2 separate regions of the Mus musculus genome follow, and region 1 is linked to region 2. A link is a contact called in public promoter capture Hi-C data. All regions are on one chromosome and are shown on one strand. The core of a region is the stretch at or near the end of the contact, and the rest is flanking DNA. Distances in the headings are between cores, read along the strand shown. Region 1 overlaps 2610301B20Rik (RIKEN cDNA 2610301B20 gene). Region 2 holds the start of Ints8 (integrator complex subunit 8).

Evidence for each region. Promoter capture Hi-C pulls out the DNA fragments that hold promoters and counts their contacts.
Region 1: a promoter capture Hi-C map of pre-B cells shows a contact between it and region 2, with 6 times the contacts expected there. The contact joins the enhancer-like site here to the promoter of Ints8 in region 2. A contact is called at or near these places in 19 of 39 promoter capture datasets (the 3T3-L1 cell line, 3T3-L1-derived adipocytes, the C10 cell line and 12 more), 1 of 484 Hi-C or Micro-C datasets (the C10 cell line), 5 of 115 datasets of contacts at active chromatin or transcription factors (bone marrow-derived macrophages, embryonic forebrain, embryonic stem cells and 2 more) and 3 of 9 other capture datasets (adipose tissue, liver and pancreatic islet).

Annotation. Positions count from the first base shown.
Region 1 is chr4:10,890,192-10,895,125 of GRCm38.p6, forward strand. It overlaps 2610301B20Rik (RIKEN cDNA 2610301B20 gene), which reads left to right. Exons shown (of 6, transcript NM_026005.3): 5 at 3,072-3,167. Among named protein-coding and RNA genes, the nearest start is that of 2610301B20Rik, 18 kb to the left of the region's middle. Within about 2 kb of position 3,115, at least 1 of the 459 cell types and tissues checked has an H3K27ac peak or open chromatin away from gene starts, as enhancers often do.
Region 2 is chr4:11,251,623-11,256,404 of GRCm38.p6, forward strand. It overlaps Ints8 (integrator complex subunit 8), which reads right to left and starts at 2,637. Exons shown (of 27, transcript NM_001159595.1): 1 at 2,359-2,637; 2 at 1,154-1,328. The coding sequence starts at 2,488.

The sequences.
Region 1 (4,934 bases), core at 1,865-4,364, 360 kb before region 2:
CTATGTTCTCAGCCCCAGGTTTCAAAACTCACAAACAACTCTTTGGGCTATTTGACATAAATTACATGAATCACAGGTCTCAAGTTTTATTTTCTTTCACTAACACATATAACTTAGGATAACTCAGATATGACTTAACACATTCAATAATCACAATGTTTCAATTTTTAAATTCTATCATCCTTTTCATCCTTTCCCATATTAGCATTATATATTGGATGCTGGGCAGGACAGTGAGCCACCCAGTTACAAGGCTAGTAACCAGTATTCTTGCTTCGTTTTGTGATGATTGATTAAATTAGATATGTAACACGCGATTTTAACTTAAGAGGGGTTTGTTGAAACATGACCTTATCATAAGGTGAGGAGTCAGGTATATAAATGTAACAGTCCTGAGAATATTCAAAGGTCCTAATTACTAATTTTTATGTCCTGAGCATAAAGGAAGCCTGCTGCGTTATGCTCATTTGTTTTATTCATTTGGTTCCTGGATTAAGCCCCACTGTAGGAGTGATGTGAGCTATTCAGAGTGATGGAATAGTAGTGGGAGCACGGCATCATTAACAAGCGGGTGGGTTAAACTGAGACATCGTTCAAGTCAGTCGCATTCATGGTTAACGAATTTGTAAGTTACTTCCAAGGCTGGATTACCCCATTGCCAGCATTAGTAATGACCTAACAGAGGGCATCATAGCAGCAGAATGATTTCTTAGCTGCATGTTGGTTTTAGTTTTCTCATTGAACAGTGTTTGTAAGAAAATATAGTAGTGTGAATAGATTTGATGAATACTAAATTTTAAATTAAATTTAAAACTACATATAGCATAATGGTTGAGATTTTACACATAAAATGTCATGAAAATCTAAATTATGGTTCCCATAATAGCAATAATTCAGCCAAATTGCACATGTGTATTAAGGTATTAAAGTTAGCACTCTGTTGTGAGCATGTAATAAACTACATCTGCATAAGAACACAAGTTATGGGAGCCTTGGGAACCATCATTTGTATTTCCTGACTTACATTCTGAGCCTGATTCAAGTGTTCTAAATGCAACTATGTTGACATTCCCCAGGAACTGACAACTTCAGTAATCACTAACAGTTTGAAAGAAGATGCTTATGAAACATTGTGAATGTTTAGTTATTACTGTGATTTATTCTTTTAGAATTATTAAACATTCATTCTCAAGGAAACTTTCAGACCAAAAGTTTCCCAGTATTCCAGTTTTGAGGTTAAATATCTGAAATTTGAGATGGTCTCATGGAGTCCAGGCTAGCCTTGAACTCACCATGTAGCCGATGATGATCCTTCTGTCTCCATCTTGAAAGTACTGGGATTAGAAGCATGTGCCACCTTGCCTAGCCAATATTTGAATTTTGAAAGGAAAAAAATTACTAATGGGCTTGTTTTATTTTATTTGTTGCAGAAATATTACTGGAAAAAAGTATATATTAGTAAAATATATTGAAACAGCACTATCAAAAAGAGCAAAAGCAAAATTGGAAAATATATAAAGAAAACTTGAGTCTGAAAGAAATTCCTTGACTAAAGCACTTTGTATTGAGAGCCAGTGTCTATACTGCCTCCCTAGTCCCATGGAGACTGTCTTGTTTATTCACTTTGTTGTCCTTGTAAGTACTTTGTGTGTAGGGAAAAGCCGTTGACTACTGGGTCTCCCACCCTGTTACTGTGTGTGTGCTCATGCTTGTATGTGTGCACTCCTCTCTCCCTCCCCCCCTCTCCCCCTCCCTCCCTCTCCTCCTCCTCCTTCCCCTCCCCCCTCTCTCTCTCCCTCCCTCTCCTCCTCCTCCTCCTTCTCCTCTCTCTCCCCCTCTCTCTCCCCCTCTCTCTCCCCCTCTCCCTCTCCCTCCCTCTCTTTCTCTCCCTCTCCCTCCCTCCCTCCCTCCCTCCCTCTCCCTCTCCCTCTCCCTCTCCCTCTCCCTCTCCCTCTCCCTCTCCCTCTCCCTGTGTGTGTCTTAACAACTTGTCAACTTTTTATTTTTATCAAATGTATCTGTTGAATCTGTTTATTAAATATTTCAAATAATGGAAGTTTCTGTCGCTGCAGCAGCAATTCATACTTCTCTTAAACTTGTATATAGTATCACTTTTCTTAGACACCATGTTCACATATACACCTCTACTTCGTAGTACTTTCAGGAGACCTGCTTGTTACTTCATCTCCTTAGACAGGCACTGGGTCCTCATTCTCCAACATAGCCACAGTCTTGCTATTCATTGTATCTTTGCCATCACTATTCAAGCATGATCTTTTGCTCCCTCAAACAACCCATAGTCGTTCTTAAAGAAACTGCTTAATGAGACCAGTCCAGGCTACCCTATTCAAATTCCAACCCATCTCTACCCAGTATTCCTAATTTCCTTACCCTAATCTGTTATTTCATTCAAAGCTCCTTTCATGTGCTAACATAGTAATACCTTATTTACAGTGAATCCTGTTTAGTTACTCTGTCACTAGAATCCAAGAACATCACAGGCAGACAGGTTCTCAGCAGCCTTTTGTAATGGGCAAATGAAAGCACTTATGCCAGATATTTTGGAAACAGCAAGTGATGGTTCCAGCATTGAAGCATAAATGGAAGAGAGTTTGGTTTCAGTGTAGCATTTCACATTCTTGATATGCCAATCCACTCTTCATTTTATGCCCATATATTATTCATTTATATATGTATATATGCAGATATCATGCAAGACTTTTATAAGATAGATATGAAAATTAACCTGGAAGCTTTTTTTGTTGTTTTTGGTTTTGTTTCTTTTGAAACAGAGTCTTATTGTGTAGCCCTACCTGGCTTAGAACTCACTATAAAGATCAAGCTGGCTTTGAAATCACAGTGCTAAGATATTTCCCAAGTGCTGGGATTAAAGGAGTGTACTACTACATCTAACCAGAAAGCTTGAACATATAAACAGTCCTTTAGTACAAACAAGTACAGTTGGTAAAGCTGTATCTTTCTGTTGTTTATTCAGTTATCTGGAGCATTTGCTATATTTTCATATTTAAACAGCAATCATCTCTAATGCGTATTTCCTTCTCTCTGAGCAGAGCATGTGACCGACTGCGTTGTGTAGCCTGTGATTTCCGGATAGTGAGCTACAATGACTATATGTGGGACAAGTCATGTGACTACCTGTTCTTCAGGTATGTTTCTGAAGAGTTTCGCCTATGAAAAAATGTACTAAGGGCTTTTCATTTCTTGAGTGTTTGTGTGTTTTGTTTGTTGGTCTAGTCACGTGGTCTCTGACTCTTACCCTCCTCATCTTTTTTAATCTGTTTGCCGTCAGCCTACATAAGGATAGGTTTCGGAATGAGAATACAGAGGTAGCCGCTCTGATGTTTGCTCGGGAACCTCCTTGTTGAGACCATTCTTTGCATGCTCACTCTCACAGCAGAGCTCTGAGGATGGTGTCATCCTGCCGGGTCCTTCTGCATGCAGATGTCACCGTCAGAACCCTCCATCATCCAGCTTCTCTCCACCTCCAGCTTAGCTCCATCAGAGCCTTTGGTCGCATTCTTCCCAGCTGACGGTGCAGGTTCCATCTCCTGACATGTCTGACCCCATTCCTCTCCCCAGACCCTTCCTGCCCTGTCTGCTTCATCATGCATCTTGCTTTCTTCATTTATCACTCTGTTTGAAACTCACTTGTGCACTCGTGTGTTTCCAACACAAAATATACAAACACATGGAAAAGTCTTAACTGCAGAAGTTTTGCAGTCCTGACCCCAAAAAAAAAGTCTACTGTAGTTCCAGAATCCCAGGTTCAACCACCTGCTCTCAGCTTCAACCATTTTTACTCTCACAGTTTAAAAATTAACTTTAAATTTCAGACCTCTTTGGTGATGGGGGGGCTGTTGTTTTGGTTTGGTTTGAGTTTTTTTGGATTTGTTTTGGTTTGTGTTTTACTATTCACTATCTCCTGGTTAATCTAACAAAGTGACTAAGCATTCTCATAAGTGACCAACATGGACATGAATTTTTATAAGACCAGCTAGTGAGGTGTGTGTAACATCGAAACAGTAGCAAGCACAGGCACAGAGTAAGTTCTGGTAAGTGATTGACTTGGTACATGAGAAACATACAGTGTCTCAGTCGTCCAGAATGGTAGATGTGGTACGCTCTGGAAACTGAGGCAGGGGGACAGTGAGTTCAAGACCAGACCTTATTACAAGAGAAAAGAGACACCAGTTAGTTTACTGTAGGTGTTTGATAGTTTCATTTTAGAATATAGTTTACCAGAAATAGTGATTACTAGAGCTATATTACACTGTTAAAACTAAACTGGTAGTTATTACATAAATCAGTGAAAAATAAACTGAACACTCAAGATACATAAGAATATGTTTAAAAGACAAGGGGATAACAACTAAAGAATATGGTCATCTCAACCAAGATGCAAGTTATTGATGCATCTATTTCGTGTAAGTCCTTAGCATTTCTTTATCCAGTTGACATTCTTCAGCACCTCATTGGCCACTCTCAGAAGCTGAGAGGGAGACAGCATAGAGAACACCACACTGAATGTGATAATAGAGCTAGAGGAAAGGGAAGATGGATACATTTCACCTCCAGCACCCAGAAAGGTAGAGTTTGAATCAGGACTTCATGCATGCTAGCCAAGAACTCTGAATGGAGTATGTCCCTAGCACTTAAGGGGTATTTTTAAAGACACAGAGAGAGGTGAAGTCAGATGGCATGAGTGGAGAGTCAGAAGTAGTTTGAACAAGGACAAAAGATGTCAAGAGCTGAAGTAGTATAGAGAAGTCAAAAGGGCCCAAGAACACCTGGGCAATGGTGGTGCACTATTCATCCTAGCAGTCAGGAGGCAGAGGCAGGTGGACCTCTTGAGTTCACCTGCACAGGCCTTTGTGGCACAGGTGAGTGTCTGAGGTAGGGTGAGCCTTCTCACT
Region 2 (4,782 bases), core at 1,387-3,886:
AGAAAGAAAGAAAGAGAGAGAGAGAAAGAGAAAGAGAGAGAGAAAGAAAGAGAGAGAGAGAGAAAGAAAGAGAAAGAGAGAGAGAAAGAAAGAGAGAGAGAAAGAAAGAGAGAGGGGGGGGTGGGTAGGCACTGGACAGATGCTCAAGTGGTTAGAGCATGTGTTACTCTTTCAGAGGCTGTGGGTTGGATTACCACCACACACATCCATCTGTAACTCCAGTTCAGGGGATGTGATGCCCTCTTCTGATCTCTGAAGGCACTCACATGATACATGTACATACATGTAGGCCAAACATTCATACCTATAAAATAAACCAAAAAAAAAAAAGTTCAAATAAAAAACAGAATTTCTAAACAAAACAAAAATAATAAAAATAGAAGGAAGCGTTGACACTCTTGGTGGCACTGCGTCCCTAGCACTTCTGAGGCTTAGGCTCAGTCTGACACTAAAAAACCAGAACACTGGGCAAACCAGGACAAAAAAATACACAAAAATGTTATGTCTGTCTTTATACGTTCTTCAGGTACTCCTTTTATTTTTTAAATTGAAAGAAAGGATTAAAATAAGTAAATTTCTAAGCATCCCTTTGGAACTATTTGCGTTTAAGTCAGTCAATGCTGACTTGAGTAGCGATGGTAACAGTTTGGGGAGGCGTCAATGATCCCTGGCCAAAAAGTAACAAATCCAAGAGTAAATCAACTGCTAACCAAAACATTTACAGCACTCAGTCTGGACTTTCTCATGTTACCACGCCTGAAGCAATAATTAACTCAGCTACTAGTGGTAAAAAACAGAGACCCTGGCTGTAATTTCTAGTACCACAAGAAGACAGTTTTCTCTTTACCTTAAAGGGTGGTTTATCTACTGCAGCTTTCCTACAGAGTTGGATGGTTTGAGTTACCCTGCTGTCCTGTCTGGTCTCTTAACTTGGGGGCTCTAGTAAGCCTGCTGCCTCAGCCTCAGGCTATTGGGACTACACACATGTCTAGGTTTACTTTCTTAATACCTTCTTTACATGCTTGAATGTTTTGCCATGAACATGCAGAAAAGTAATTTATTTTAAGCCACTATCAGAAAAACATTAGAATCCAGACAGAAACAAAGACATTCAAACACTGCTTCAAATGTAATGCCATTTACAGCTTTATACCTTTTCTCCAGTATGTCTAAATCCCACTTCAAATGTGCAGCAACTTTAAGAGCAAGAAGCTTTAGGACGCGATTTCTCTTGTTATCAGGTGGAGGCTGGACTTGGTTTTGCTCATTAACTGAAGGTTTGGAAGCCTGCTCCAAAAACTGAACTATAAGCTGAACTGGTGCAGGATCTAGGATTTAAAAGAAATTAAATTCTTAAAGTTTTCGTTATAAAAACGCAAAAGGATTCGCGTATACTAAAGACTATGGTACTTGGGGGGCACGAAACATCTGGAGGTGTGGTCAGAGACAGCTGCAGATCGGCGTTTGCCAGCTTAATTAATAAGCAAGAGGGTCTGGGGACGATTCAAAACTGATTCATAACAAAGCATTTCACAGAGAAGAACTAAGCATTACAGGTTCCCAGTTCAAGATAAGACCAATGCCAATTGGAGGAAAGAAGTAGTGTTTTGACAGGGGTCTTTTATTGAACTGTCTCTAGCTTTGTTTCCCACCAGTAAAGTAGCGGCTAATGCCACTTTCTTCACTATAATGAAGGCTTCGCTAAGGACCGCAACCTATTTAAAGAGCTAAGCACGGAGGCTTGGCACCCTAGCCCCTAACAATGTGTCAATAGGAAAGCTCTAAAAGCACTGAGATACACTTGGTAAAACTGCCCCACCAATGATGCCAACTTTTCACAAAGTAGTCTCCTACAAGGCCAAATTCGGATGAGAACTGAGCAAACTAAAGGTAAAGACCTTACATTGTACCTTTACCAAAATGCCCGAAAGAGGAAAAGGGCCATGTTCCTTGCCCAACACGGGTATCCCTATACAACAGCCGAAGCAGCTGTTTTCGGGGGATTTATATTAATTCGGGGTTCAACAGTGAAATACACAATCCCCTGGCTGAATGAACCGAAGGCTACGGCCGGCTCTAGGCTCCGCAGAGCCGCTCTCCCCTCACGAAGTCACCCCCAGGGCCGTGCGACATCGGCGACCCGACCCCCGCACGGCGAGTGCGGGCGCCCTTCGCTGTGAGGACCGCGGCAGACCGAAAGCCTTTGTCTGAAACTTTCCGCAGACGCTCCGCGGCGACGTTCCCGGCTGAGGCACCGTCGAGCTGGGCCCAGCGGCGCCGGCCAGGCCTCAGGCAGCGGGGGACAGAAGGCAGCGGGCCGCAGACCACGCCCGCCCGCCCGCTCGCTCGCTCGCTCACCCGGACAGGCTTTGCGCAGATGCTTCTCCAACAGCGACTCCTCCAGCAGGAACTCGAACCAGCAAGTCTGCGGCGGGGTGCAGGGCCGGCTGGAGGTGGCCGCCTCCCGGTCCGCCGCCTCCGCGCTCATCCTGCCCCCGCCGCCGCTGCTCCCGCCGCCTCCGGGCTCCAACCTGACCCTCGCCCAGTCCCTTTATCCAGCGAAACCGCCCGGAACCTCTAGTCAGCTCGCACAGCCCAAGATGGCGTAGTAGTCGGCCAGAGTCCGGCCCCGGATCCGCAGCTAGCCACGCTCTCGACCAATCCCAGTTAGACTTCGGAGGAAAGGGGCGGGAACAGCAGACTGCTCCGCCCCTTAGCTGCCATGGAGTCTCCTGGCCCTTCAGAAGCTAGATTCTGGCGGGGCTCTCCAGATTCTCTGGACATTCCCAGAGAAAATGAAGCGAGTTCGATGTCTTCGTAAGAAAACCAAAGAGACCAAATCTAGTTGCTTTGTCTTGGGTGCTTTACCTTTTTGAGACTCCTTCCAGCCTAACTCCTCTCCCCGTTTCCCAAGGCTTATTACATAATTAAGATCCAACTTTCCTGGGGTTGGGGATTTAGCTCAGTGGTAAAGTGCTTGCCTAGCAAGCCCAAGGCCCTGGGTTCGGTCCTCAGCTCCGGAAAAAAGAAAAAAAAAAAAAAAAAACAAACTTTTCTGCGACTTCCCAAGACTAACTCTCGGAATAAGAAGCTAGTTAATTTTCCTCAGATCTCCAGTCTAGGCACAGTAAACCCTATTTTACGCGTTCCACCATTCTGAAAGGTCCTTAAGTATCATTATCAATAAAACTAAAAAGCATGGTGTAGTGGGGCATTCCTGTAAAACCCAGCACTTGGAGAGCAAAAGCCAAAGCCAGATTGGTCCTTCTAGAGAGTTCCTGTGATCAGCTGACTGGCCAGCTGATCCGGACAAAATACATCCAGAAGAAAGTTTGAAGAAAACTCCCAGACATCCTATACACACCTCATAGAAAATTTCAGATATGTGTTACTAAAGATGATTGTTTTCATAAAGGGACCCTGAGAAACAAAGAAAAAAATTCAGATTTAGTCAGTTTCTTTTAGATGCTTCTCCTGTTTTGTTTTGCTTTGTTTGAAACAGGGTTTCACTCTGTAGCCCAGAATGACCTGGAACTATGTAGCCCAGGCTAAACTTGAACTTGCATCCATTTTATTGAATCAACCACCCAAGTGCTGGATTATAGATTAAGCTCTTTGTGGGCTTTTTTGGGTGGTTATCTGTTGTTTTGTTTTCAGATTTCTTTTTTTTTTTTAAAGATTTATTTATTTATTATATGTAAGTACACCGTAGCTGTCTTCAGACACTTCAGAAGAGGGAGTCAGATCTTGTTACAGATGGTTGTAAGCCACCATGTGGTTGCTGGGATTTGAACTCTGGACCTTCAGAAGAGCAGTCGGGTGCTCTTACCCACTGAGCCATCTCACCAGCCCCTTTAGATTTCTTTTTAAAAGAATAAAATAAAACCATGTATAGAATATGTAAAACTATTCTATAAATATTCTGATGGATCTTATATCCTTTAGGACTAGCTGGGATAAACTGGGCAGTGGTGGCGCATGCCTTTAATCCCAGCACTTGGGAGGCAGAGGCAGGCAGATTTCTGAGTTTGAAGCCAGCCTGGTCTACAGAGTGAGGTCCAGGAAAGCCAGGACTATACAGAGAAACCCTATCTCGAAAACAAAACAAAACAGGAATAGCTGGGATAGCAAGCCTTTGATTGATCGAATCGAGGCTTTTATAAACCAGCAATAAATTTAAAGCTATTATAAAGTCATGTTAATGCTTTCAACTTCTTTGTATCACTTTGTAAAAAAGTATCTAGCTGAATGGAGAACTCAGCAATCTGAAGAAATGAAGTCAGTCAGTGTTCACTGATTGCCGTGTTAAGTTGGGGCTGAGTTTCTGAATTATTTTGTCTTTAAATGGCAACTCCCACCCTGGTCCTTTAAACTTTAAAGCATTCTACAGTGGCAGACAAGATTGGCAAAGAAAATGGCTGGACAGATACCTCCAAGTTAACGTTTTCAAGTTGCATAGAGGGAAGAATATAGTCCTCTGGCCAGCGGGAAGTCTGCCACTGCCAACTGAGCCTCGGGAGGAAAACTCATTAGAACCTCTCTCACTTCCAAGTAATAAGCTTGTGTGTGTGTCAAGATTTAAAGCACAAATTCTTTGGTGTATAGATCAGACACCAACTCATGGTGAGCTTTTAGGACTGGATCTCAGAATTTTCCTCAGTAGCCAAATATTGTCTCATTAATACATCACGGGACGATCACTGGAAGGTCCTCTTTGCCATTCCTTTCCCCGTGCTGTTAAGTCAGAGTTGTCAGAGGCAGAGCCACCCTGACGTGAGTCTC